2 separate regions of the Mus musculus genome follow, and region 1 is linked to region 2. The links are chromatin contacts, called in public promoter capture Hi-C maps. All regions are on one chromosome and are shown on one strand. Each heading gives the region's core, a stretch centred on a gene start, on an enhancer-like site or on the middle of the called end of the contact. The rest is flanking DNA. Distances are from core to core; before and after follow the strand shown. Region 1 overlaps Zfp277 (zinc finger protein 277). Region 2 overlaps Gm40403 (a long non-coding RNA gene).

Region 1 (6,131 bases), core at 738-3,237, 190 kb after region 2:
CCCACTGCTCTAACAACAAATCTTCCATTAAAGACAACCCAGCTTTGTGGCTCAGAGTGATCCTGAGAGCCCTTGCCCATCGTTTCAGTGCCTATGTTACTGCTAGCTATCCAGCCAAGTGTTCCCTTGATTTAGAGCAGGCAGCTTTACTGAGGAGATGCTGGAGAAGTCGGTCTTCCTGCCTGAAGAATTACCCTTAGCGTGATTCCAGGCAGGGCACTCGGTTTTACTCTCCAGATCCGTCACGTTGTATTTTGCTACCCTTTGTTTCTGATGGATACATCAGTTCCTTTGTTTCCCCCTGAAACTTTGATCCAGATTATACTTACGCCTAGCTATTTAATTCCCTGGGTCTCGTGTGGGTCTCAAGTCATCTGCTTGGTCTTTTAAAATATCACACAAAGGCTTTAGAATAACTCTCAGCAAAGGGGGTGGTGGTTATTAACAAATTAGTTAATTAATTAATATTTGGCGACAGATCCTAAATACTCCTGCTATTTTCACTAAGGGAACTAACTAGAGAAAGCAGACAACTTTAAATGTACAACAATTCCTTCCTTCCTTCCTTCCTTCCTTCCTTCCTTCCTTCCTTCCTTCCTTCCTATCTTTCTGCCTGCCTGCCTGCCACCACCACCTCCTCCTCTTCCTCCTCCTCTTTTGGTTAATACAGGGTTTTTCCTGGATGTCCAGAACTCCACTGGATCAGGGTGGCCTTGAACTCAGAGATGTGTTCGTTTTCTTGGTCTAGGATTAAAGGAGTGCTGCCACCTTTGCCTGGCAACAATTTCTTGTATAATAAACTGGAAGCTACACATTTTTTTTAACCCCTCAAAATGACCCATTTGAGGTAAATAGATACACTAGGAAGTATGGCTAAATTGCACAAAAGTTGATTGAGAAGTTCTTTGAATTAGGAATGTTTCATGGTTGTCTTGATTGCAGCATTTAAGATGAGGGTGGGGGGATGAGGGGATAGATCACTTCCTTGCTTCTGAAACTAAAGACGACACCATGCTGAAGAAAATATTTGCAGGCCATGAGGTGACCTATTCAAATGCATTACCAAAATGGGGGAAAAGCCAGAACAGGAATATAGAAAAAAAATCTGTAAAGTTGCAATCTAGCATCAGGACCATATGGTATTCATCTGAGCTGTCAGCGATAACTCACAGCACATGCAGCCCAGCCTTAAGCAGAAGCACTCAGGAGGAGCCTGGGTATCTCTGGAATTTGGGTAAGGGTGGCTCGGCCTTGCCAATCCTCTGGCAAGAAGCAGAGCTGCAGCTTTGTGTGGACATTTTAATAATGGAGAGAGTAATGACAAACACTGCCCCCTCACATAGCATGCTAAACTTTACTACAACTTTTCAAAGGTTTTTTGAAGAATTAACATATGCATCAAGACACACATGTTTCCTTATTGCAAACCCCAAAGGACACAAGGTCTTGTGTGAGACTTCTTACAGTTGGAACACTCTGAAAAACTTGCTGTGGGTCAAAACAAAGCAGAGGACACCGAGAGACCCGTGGGGATCTTAATCGCAGAGGCAGTGACTGCTATGAGTTCCTTACAGATAAGAAAAGCATGGCTCTAAAAGCTACTTTATCTGGGAAATAAAGAAAATTCGAAGAACAGATTTCAACATTAGTAAGTGAAATGAACATTTACACTGAGACTTAACTGTGATCTTAGCCCTGAGATGACCCCTCGAATGTGGAACTCACTGCTGCCTAGGAAGGAATAAACAGAATAAACAGAGAAGCCTCAGCTATATCTCCGTGGCAGGGAAGTAGCCAAAGGTTCCACCAGCGGGGGTGGGTCACAGGGCACGGGGTATGGGGCACTGGCTGCTTCAGGGTTAGAAAGCTCACACACTTTAGGGAGAACTCTTCACCTGAACATCAGATTAAACTTCAGAAACAACAGATTTGTTAACTAGAGTCCTCATGCCCTGTGCTGCGCCACTGCTCCTCCTCAGCACGCAGGGAAAACCCACTTTGCTCTGCATGGCGCACAGGTCTTTTCAATGAAGTCCTTACTGCCTTCTCAGCCCTGTTATTTATTCAGGCTTTGAGAAAATGCTGGCAGAGGGGTCCCTACCCCTGACAGAGACTTCTCTAGAGGAAAGGCCTACTTGCTCTTGGTCATCTGACAGAGTCCTGTCCAAAAACCACTGTCTGTCTCTGAGCCTCACATAGAAGCTGGAGACCCCTTACTTCCTGTGCCCTTCTGCTTGGTTCTCACTTCCCGTGACCCTGTGATCTTCCGCATGGCTCCCCTATTCTAGAAACTAAATGGTTCGTTCAAGACAGGGTTCCTTCAAGACAGGCATTGGGTCCTTGTTCTTTTTGGCGCATGCATAATTAATTAGTGCTTAGTAAACACTTGCTGAGATCCAAACCCTGAATATCAAGAATGTGAGTCTTCTCTTTCTAGGGAGAATTGCCAGCGTGGTCTTTCAACTGGGAAGATTTACTAACTGGTTTGGTGACTGCTCAGCCTAGTGGAGATCAATCCTAGTGGAGCCAAGTCTGTGAAACATCCAGTCACAACAGAGGGGTTCAGAATGTTAGATAACTCAGAAGTTAGTTATCAGACGCTGTGATCTGTTGCTTCTCTTCTGGGGCTGCAACTTTTAGGAGACACTGACTTGTTTTAAAAATCCCAGCCAATGAAGACTCAGGATCCAGATGCTGTGGTGAAAACCAGCTAGCTTTGAGAGGCAGAAAACGTATCCAGCTGACCTTCCTACTCTACTGATAAAGACCCAGAAGGAATTAAGTTCCTTCTCCTCCGGGCTGTCCTAAATACCCTTCAAACTCAACTTCACTCCTTTCTGTTTATAGTCACTTCCTATCAGCTGGTTCCTCGCTCTGCCTCTTGACTGAGGTTGACTTTATTTAGGTCTTGGATTCAAGGTGCGTGTTTTCTCGGTAAATAAATCAATCTCAGGGTTCACAGCATGGTCAAATATCCTGTAACCTGTGACAGGCCCCTGGCCAGCATCTTGGTCTTCTGCTTTGCTTTTACGAAAGGTGTCAGCCTAGTTCAGCTGCGGTGCTCATCACAGGGGCTACATCTTTCCGACCTGTCTCTTGCCTCCCAGGAAGCCACCCTGATCACCCTTTCCAAGCAAAGGCCCGTTCGTCACTCAGCACTTAGCCTACTTCTTGCTAAGCATATCTCGTTCCCTGTTAAATTATAACCTCAAAGAAGACACAGACTATGTCTTGTCCTCTTAGCACATTTCTCAAGGCGATTTCTTTCTGTATCAACAACAAAGCAAACTTACTCTGTACACATTTTCAGTAAATGGCAAGTGACAGTTTAATGGAGGAAGAGGCTGGTTACACTGCTCAAGTGAGACAAACTTGTGGCCAAGTCTACAGGGGCAGCCTTTCAGTTTGCACCCTAGTGCTACACACCGCTTGGTATTTACACATGTTCGGTGACTCATGTAACTTTCATTCATATAACTTTACATCTTTAAAAATTATCAGCCAAGTATTCCCAATCATCTCAGCGCTTTGCAGTAATATTATTACTTTTGTTTTGCTTATTAAAGAGCAAATGCGCAGAAGCTGATGTTCATCCAAGATCTCCTTGTGGGTGAGTAACCTGATTCTTCTGCCTACAAACTCAGGGTTCTTGGCACATTCTGCTCTCAGTCTCATCCTGAGACTAGATTTCAGGGACTGTATACAAGAAGGACAAATTGATAACTATTTCTCCATAAGCAAAAGGACTTGGGATTATGCTGTAGACACTCAAACTACCTTGAAAAATAAACAGGAAGTAGAGTAAAAATGGCAATGATGGCAAATTCACAATGAAACAATTGTATATATTTGGTAATGAGGGCTTGATATTAATGGATGCAGTGGATTGGAACTTAACGTTCCAAGTCTACTAAGTCAAGCTCTAAGCACCAACTTCTATAGAGTTAAAAAAAAAAAAAAAAAAAAAAGGATGCTACCTGTGTGCATATATTCAGTAAATGCTGCTGCCTGATTGGTGACCCACAAAGCATGTACCATCTAGCACCTGAGGATGTGATCTTACTTTAAAACAGGTTCTTTGCATTCATAATTATGGTAAAAGTCTTGAGATCCAATCATAGTAGATTATGACGAACTCTCAATGTAATGACAGATGTCCTCATTAGAGACAGGAAGGGGGAAGAAGTGTGAACAGCAGAAGGGAGCACAGAGTCTAAGACAGGTGACTCAAGTTGTGCTGCCACACCAAGAACACGCAGTGCCACCCACAACTTCAAGAGGCAGGGACAGTTTTCCTTTGGAGTCTTCAGAAACAGAGTGGCCATACTGGGGACTTCATTCTGGACTTCTGGACTTCAGAGCTGTGAGTGAGCACATTTCAATGTGATAAGACACACAGTTTGTGGGAATTTAGAGAAACCTTAGGAAATATAGTGACAAGCTAAATGAAGAACAAATAAAACCCACTTCTCTATAAGTAGTTATAGATTCTTCTAGAAAACTACTAGTTTATGGGGAAGCCTCCAAAAAAAGACTTCAGCTGTGACTTCAGGAAATACTTCACATTAAAAGTGACACTTCAGCAGGGCCGTGGTGGCACATACCTTCAACACCAGCTCTCATAAGGCAAGGCAGGCAGATCTCTTGAGTTTAGACCAGCATGGTCTACTAAGGGAGTTCCAGGACAGCCAGGGCTACACAGAAAATCCCAGTCTCAAAAAAAAAAAAAAAAAAACAAAAACAAAAAACAAAAAACAAAGCAAAACAACAACAACAAAGCAACCACCACCACCAACAACAAAAATGAGACACTTGGGGCTGGAGGGATGGCTTCTCTTCCAGAGAGCCCTGAATTGATTGTCAGCATCCAAACAGAGGCTCATAAACTTCTGTGACTAGTCCCAGGGCACCAGGCATGAATGTGGTGTACACATACAAGCAGATGAAACATCTGCACACATGAAGAAATAAAAGAAAGAGGAAAAGGCAAGTGAAGCATGCAGTTGTGGAATACAACTTAGGTTGCCACAAAGCTACCAATCAGCTCACACACAAATGGGAGTGTATTTGAACTCCTGCAGATAACTAACACAGATAAAGTTATAACTGTTCTTGATAACCATAAGAACGATGTGTTTCAAGGCTGATTTTCTAATGCATTACTACAAACTATACAGCAAACCTAATTTCAGGAAGAGCAACAAGACAAAAGGGAGCCATCCTGCTTTGCTTTGTAAGCTGCCTAAGTCAGTCTGCTAGGAGACCACATTTAATGAAAGTGAGAGTGAGTCCTGAAGAAATGGAGAGTTGCCAGTTGGATCTCATGACTGCCAACCAGACGTGAATAACAACGGGTACTATGAATCACATCAAAGCTGTTTTAAACAACCTTTCACCAAACAATTCCTCTACAAGCATCAAAGAGAGTCTGGATTTATCATCTAATTCATAAATGACAATGTTCTACAGACACTTCTGACACTGATGTCACACACAAATAGGTTAAAAATGGACTCACATTCTTGAAGTCATTGAAAGCTGATAGAAGAATGTGGGTTAAATTTTTTATTAACTTAAATAATGCATTAAATAACCATAGTAACCTGACAATATAATAAAGCACAGGGTTGAGTTCTCCAAACTATGGGTCAGAAACTCAGTAACATGGGTTACTGAAAAAACTTTTCTGTTCTATGTTCAATAGTTAAGTCTTAATGTAAATGTAGCAAGAGGTGATATTAAAATTAAATACGTTGGAATGCAGGTATAGGACAGTGGTAGAGCGCACTCTAAGCAGTGTGGATATAAAAGCAAAGGAGAAAGGAAAGAGTGAAAGAAAAGGCACCAACTGGAAGATTAAGTATTCTCATAGAGCTAAAATGGTAGTTTTATTCCTATAATTTTTAATTATTATATCTTAGAGATAACATATACATATATATTCTATATATTTTTTCTTACCTTCCTAGATATAATGGAAGAAATACTCCTAAAAAAGGCTACATCATTCAACAGAAAAAGATGCCATTTCTTATATAAATGCATTTAGCAGCCTTCACACTTTGGATTAAAGGCACAAAGCCAGGATGCAGTGTAGGGGACCACCCCAGAGGTCCTATCATAGGCACAGG
Region 2 (6,340 bases), core at 1,403-3,902:
CACGCACACACATACACATGTGCGTGTGAGTGCAGCCTACTGAGTCCAATTACCAGTATGTACATGTGTTTAGGGCTGACTGCTTAAGGTTGGAAAACCTGTCCGTGGTAATCACTGGAGGAAACTGATTTACCCTCAGTAGCCACTGACTGCTTATAACACTGCCTAGCTCAGAAGCCGGGAAACCTTAGTCAGACACTGTGTCGTGTAAGCAGCTAGGGCTGCTCGGAGGAGGGGAGTAAGAGGTAAAATCCACTGCAAAAAGGTCTGCGTATCTTTGAAATCTTTCTAGTTCCCTTTATCTAGTTTACCTTCTTTGTCCTCTTTCACCTAGCTAACCACCAATAGAACAGAGACAAAAAAAAAAAAAAAGGACGAAAAGTGGCTAAGCATGAATTGCCTTGTTTGTGCCTGGGGCTCATTAGTGAAGATTCTGGACTGAAGAGAATATAATTTAGATTTATAATTAATAATCTTAACAGTATGTAATTTTGCTATTCTTTGTAGTTCTCTTAAGGGAGCAAGGGCCAGACTTCATGCTAAGTGTGACTGAAAGGAAGTTTGGTGTCCCACTAAAGTTCTCCTTCCTGCATGCTTCTGAAAATAAGGACTGAAGTGGTCTACCCCTCACCCCTAGCTTGGGGTTCATGCCCACTCAGGCCTTAGCAGGCACCAGCACTGTCACCTACCCACCCACCTCAGACTCCACCAAGCTTTTCTTTGGACCTTACTCTAGCCACTAACACACAGGATAACACATCCCCAAAGCCACACAGACACTGAAAGACCTGGTATAGGGAAGGGATTAAAGCTAGAGAAAACAGTATTTTCTCTTTTACACACACACACACACACACACACACACACACACACACACACACACACTGCTGCAACTGTTCAGCACTGCTAAGGACAAAATTCATTTTGCTTTCCCTTGGGAAATGAGTTGTTTGTGTTTGGACTTTTTGCCATGAAATCAGGTCTCATGTAGCCTAAGCTGGCCTTGAACCGTCTACATAGTTGAGGATGTTGCTGAACACTTGATCCTCCTGCCTCCAATTCCCAGTTGCTTGTGTCATATGGGTGACATGCGATAGCACATCTGGTTGGAAATGACTTTTTCTTTCTTGAGGGATGATGATGGTTATCCCCCTGTGGGTTGGCTGGTGTCACAAGCCTCACTTTGCCTCTGATCTCTACCAGCAACATGTTACAGGCCTGGAAGTGTGAAGAAGAGCCCCAGGAAAAATCTGGTAGGGGCCTTCACCACAGCACTCACAAGTGTCCTCTGAGGGAAACACGTCCTAACTTTATTTTACTTCTCTAGAACTTTCCCCGTGATAGTACCCGCTCGATATAAAACTGAAGGACTATCAACACACAGCGGAAGAGGCCTCCAGCTTTTGTAACACAAGGCTGAACAGAGCGATGCCTCAGCCCTAAATAAGAGCACTGTGAGAGTGAGACGTTTATTGAGATTACCGAGATAATAAATTGATACGACGAGAACCGTCTTAGTGTGTCTGAATGAGAATCTATCGAAGCAGATGGGGTCTTATGAGGAGAAAAAGCTTAGAAAGTGAAATTAGATTTCTCGTACATGACGGAGCAGCTGCTCAGATAAGAGAAGAACCCTCAGAAGTAATTTATCAGGTAACGATGTCGCTAACAACAATGATGAGGGAATGGGTCAGACCAGCCCTATGACTGCAGATGACAACAGGCTCTATTCCAGATATTGGGACTCCTGAATAATGAATATCCAAAGGCTTATATTCTAAAATGTAAGATGCCTTTGATTCAGCATCAATAAACAGAATTCTGAAGTGTGGTCACATGCCACGGTTAAGGGTGATGTTTGCCCAGTGTCAGATGGATTCTGTGGGAAGGAGACTAGCGAGAGCAGTCACTGCTGATCGATGGCTGGAGGGTCCAGAGAAAATGACCAGCAATCAAGAGAGCTGACGGAACTGCAGCTGTCTGGGGGTCAGGTGCTGATAGTGGAAGAGCTGGGAGTGGGTTTGGCAGGAGTGGATTCAGGTTTTGTGTCTGCAGTTAAGACCAACTGAAACAGGGTTGGGACCACTTTCAGAGAGAAAAAAAATATAGATTTTTAGAAGACAAAAATTTCAGGGCCACTTCTCCAGAGCCTTTGAAAAGGATCATGCAGGAGGCTCAGCTAAGTCTCAACGGTCTCAGAGAACCACCTCATGGGTCAGTCACTGTGACTTTTCTCATTACTGTTGACAACACGCTGGACAAAAGCAACCAAAGGAAGGAGGAGTTTTCTCCTGAGTTAAGAAGGAAGCCAGATCGGGGTGGGGGTGGGGAGTGAGGGGTGAGAAAACGACACATTATGTTAGTAGTCAAGACTCACAGAGTAGGCTGGGCGCTGAGGTCACTTGGTACATGGTTCTTGTTTAGTAACTGTCAGGCGCCCACTCAGCTTACAGGCGGTGCTGCCTGCTTTCAGGATGAGACTTCCCTCCCTCATCAGGTAAATCAGTTGATCTTGGCGAGATCTGACTCACCTAGAGGTGTGTCTCCTTGATGTCAAAGCCAGTTGATTAGACAGCAGAGATTAGACACACCGCAGTAAGAACAAAACCTCCAAGGCTGTTGCGCTCACAGGCTGGCCCTGGGCCAGAGCCCGGGAATGCTCCAGCTTTTGTAACACAAGGCTGAACGGCTTGTTCTTCCGCAGAATGGTGGTAGGCCTTGATTGATCTCCATTTTTTCTCTTTAGCCATTAGGTCTTTTTATTTCCTAAGCATCTCTCAAACTCATTTCCTTTCTTCATCCTTACCGTTAGGACCTGAGACCTGGTGATCACTCCACTTCTAAAACCCTCCAAATTGGTGCCTTTTCCACTCTCCCAGACTTTTTAGAATTATATTCTTCATCCCATGGCTCAGAATACTCCCTCTGCGGGTCTGACTCTATGACAGACACTTCCTAGGGCCTTCTGTGATCTTGCCTTAAACCTGTAGTTTTCAGGATCTGGCTTTAGCCTTTGCAAAGTGCCCAGAAACCTTTGTTAATTCTTTGAAAGTTCTCACATCTAAGTTTCTGCTTTCTGACTTAGACCACTAAAATCCTCCTTTTCCACAGCCCTCTTTATAATACTGCCTTTTCGGGTATGCTGATGGGTAACTTTATGTTTAAAATTTTAAAATCTCTATGCTTAAGGAAGCTATGAAGCAAAATTAGACCTCTAAATGTTAAGTTTTAATGAGGTTTAGTTTTGTTTGTTTGTTTGTTTATTGCTGTTTCTGTTTTCTAAACAAAAGCTTGTAACTTTGTATTCTCTGCCTTTATAAACCCCTGATGGAGGTGGATGGGCCCAGCATTGGCGAATCCCAAGTCCAGGTATAGACCTGGCACCAATATCTGAATAAAAGGCTCTTCTTTGTCGATATTTATTAATGCTCACTCAGACTGGGGAATCTCTGAATGACCCCAGACCCACACATACTGTAGAGGCCTTCTCTAACACCCACCTCTCTACGCTCAAGCCAGGACTTCCTCTGTAACCACACACACAGTACTCCATTGGGGCACTCAATATACCACGTTAAAAGCCCTTGCCTATGGCCGCTTTCCCCTCTCCTATTTCACCCATGCACCTGCAAGCCACATCTCGTTCATTTTTGTATCCCCAGAACTTAGCAGAATATAGGTCCTCACCACATCATTTTGAATGAATAAACAAACAAATGAATGACTGAGCCAGTCACACATAAGCCATCCTCTGTGACCAAACACAGAGGGACAAAAAGCAGAGAACTTAGACCTGGGGTGTACCCAAGTATATAGGTAGATGGAAGAAAGGAAGGCAAATAAATAAATAAATAAATAAATAAATAAATAAATGCAGGCTGCTGAGAATGTTTGCCAGAAAAGTAAGAGGATCCACAAGAATTGCATTGTCATTTTTGCTTTTAATCTGCAAGTTGTTTCTGGAATATATGCAAATTGCTTTTGGAAATGAGGCCCTTGGGATACTTGCTGAGCTGGTGTAATGGAAGGAGTCCCACTATTATACGGGACTTGGAGAGTGGCCCTGGTATCCTCCTCATGCCACCTCTGCTGCCTTGCCATCTGTGGCCAGCACTGATTTCAAACAGCAGTGAAAACAAGAGGAAGAAGGGACAAGCGACTAGCTTTAGGGAAGTCAGAGTTGCCTAAACTCCCAGACACGCCTGCCTCTAGCGTATGATGGTGCCTCTACTTATGTGTCAACACAGCCAAGGAAAACTTGGAAGAGTTTTAGCCACGAAAGGAAGAAAGTACAACTGAAGGGACTCTGGCCAGCTCCAGGGTGGCAAGCATGGCTCCGGCGGGCCTTGCCCTTCTCCCCCATTCCCTCTGCCTTGCTAAAAATCATTAGATTGCATTCTTCAAGCTAACCACCAAGGTCCATTCCCTTAGTTGGCCACTTTCTTCCTCCTAAGGCTGACTACCAAGATCCAGCTATCAAAGTATTGAAGTCGAGCAATCAAAAGACCCCTTGGCTCACCTAATTAACATGCCCAGTTAAAATTAAACACCTCATCCTAACACAGGGTTTCTCCTCATACCTTTATAAGCCTCCATTTGCCCATGGGACACATTTGTTCCCCTCTCTATCCTGAGGCAGTCCTTTGTCCCCGGGGGGGGGGGGGGGTGAAGAGTGAGACAAACACCCCTCCTCCCTCTCCCTAGTTCCCTTCTCTTTCTCCCTCATCCTCTATCTCCTACCTTTGTCCCTCTGGGGCAACTAAATCTCCTTTGTGCTGAGAACTTGGTCTTGGGGGTTCTGAGCCGATACTTTTCCTCTTAACAACCAGAGAGCTAATGTAGAAGGGGGGCAGGGGGATAGTCGTGAAGTAGAATTGGAATCAGAAACCAGGTTTCATGACAGTTATTGGGAACAAACCAGATTAAAGCAGAGCATTCATCAGGTTTAACGGTAGTTTAGGGCTGGTATGGAATTTCGTGGTCAGGATCTTATTTAAAAAAATAAAAATAAGTAAATGAAAGTCATGAAGTTAGAGTGCTAAGTATGAAGAAGTTTAGAACTGCAGAGTGGTTTTGCTTCACTTTGTTTTCCTCAAAGGAAGAATATCTAGTTTGTTTGACAACACCAGCAACAGAGAAAGAGATTCTTTTACATTTGGAGGCGTAAGCCTCCAAATTTTAGTCTTAAATCCAGGATACATCTGCTTACACAGCTGAAAGAAAGGAAAAAGGCAATTTAGAGAGAAAGAAAGCAGGCAGGTTGGGAAATGTAGATAACCCACCAGCTTTGTAAACACTGAAGCTTCCCACCTTGACCTGACTACACCCCCAGCCACGTTCATCTCAGAGCCATTCCTTCCTAGTCTCCAATTGGCAAAGTAAGAGACATCACTTATATAGGAAAGAGTATCAGTCTTCAGGAGAGACTGCCTCAGTCACCCTCGCCTCTCTATTTACACATTCTCAGTGCAGTACATAAAGGTCACTTTCTACATACCTACAGGTAAGGATAAGGAAAGAAGCAATAGCAATCCTTTGCCATCAGTGAGTTTGATTCTGACAACAATGTGTACAGCTGCTAACTTTTGGAAAGCAATGCCCTACCTCTGCCATTGCACTCAGTTACTGTAAATGTCTAACTTCAGAGAGTAAGAGACGGTGGGCACACAGTGTGCTGTATGCTTATCTAGTCTGCAGTATATACCCTCCTGTCTTAAGTGACTGGAAGAATCTAGACCTATAGTAAATCTACAGAATTCAAACTTGGAAAATGGAGGTAATAACACATGTTCACCTTGAGGAGCTATTAGGCGGTCAGTTCTCTTAGTCCTTGAACAATGTAACTGTAGTGGGCACTGAACTATTGCTATGCTAGCTCATGGAAGTAGTCCTAGAGATAGTTTTGTGCTAAAACTATCTTGAGTAAAACTGGTCTCTTCACCAGCTCCAAATTCCTACACAAGGTGCCTCTGAGCTAAAGGTTAACTCCCTGATCATTCAAGTGCTATTATTGCTGGCTTCTGTAAACAGTGCTGGCTTATAGCAGGTGTACTGAGAGCAACTGAGGGTTTTGTTCGTTTATTTGTTTGCCCTTAAAAATAACTAACTGGAGGTCAGGGCTGCTTCCTGATAATCAGCTTGGGACAGTCCCACCAGCGGTTACGAAAGACCCCAATTGAGTTATTCAGCCCATTCGTGGGGGGGTGGGGTTCTCTTCAAATATCACATAACATAACATCACTAAGCCTCCAGTTTCTCATTTGCAAATAGACATGGTAATCCTTACCTTACCGTCAGCTTCGGAGAGGTACGAAAAATGTCCTTGTAAATTGTTCACATT

Evidence for each region. Capture Hi-C pulls out chosen DNA fragments and counts their contacts.
Region 1: a contact with region 2 is called in a promoter capture Hi-C map of adipose tissue. The contact joins two enhancer-like sites. A contact is called at or near these places in 4 of 39 promoter capture datasets (embryonic stem cells, liver and neutrophils), 12 of 484 Hi-C or Micro-C datasets (LSK cells, astrocytes, cerebellum and 9 more), 2 of 115 datasets of contacts at active chromatin or transcription factors (embryonic stem cells and microglia) and 4 of 9 other capture datasets (adipose tissue, embryonic stem cells, liver and 1 more).

What each region holds. Positions count from the first base shown.
Region 1 is chr12:40,428,989-40,435,119 of GRCm38.p6, forward strand. The region is part of intron 1 of Zfp277 (zinc finger protein 277); the gene reads right to left. It overlaps Gm40406 (a long non-coding RNA gene), which reads right to left. Exons shown (of 2, transcript XR_872699.3): 1 at 1-6,131. Among named protein-coding and RNA genes, the nearest start is that of Gm40406, 14 kb to the right of the region's middle. Within about 2 kb of position 1,988, at least 45 of the 459 cell types and tissues checked have an H3K27ac peak or open chromatin away from gene starts, as enhancers often do. A contact at or near this core is called in adipose tissue, where this site is marked.
Region 2 is chr12:40,241,514-40,247,853 of GRCm38.p6, forward strand. Gm40403 (a long non-coding RNA gene) reads right to left here. Exons shown (of 3, transcript XR_872696.1): 2 at 6,287-6,340. Among named protein-coding and RNA genes, the nearest start is that of Gm40403, 3.5 kb to the right of the region's middle. Within about 2 kb of position 2,653, at least 55 of the 459 cell types and tissues checked have an H3K27ac peak or open chromatin away from gene starts, as enhancers often do. A contact at or near this core is called in adipose tissue, where this site is marked.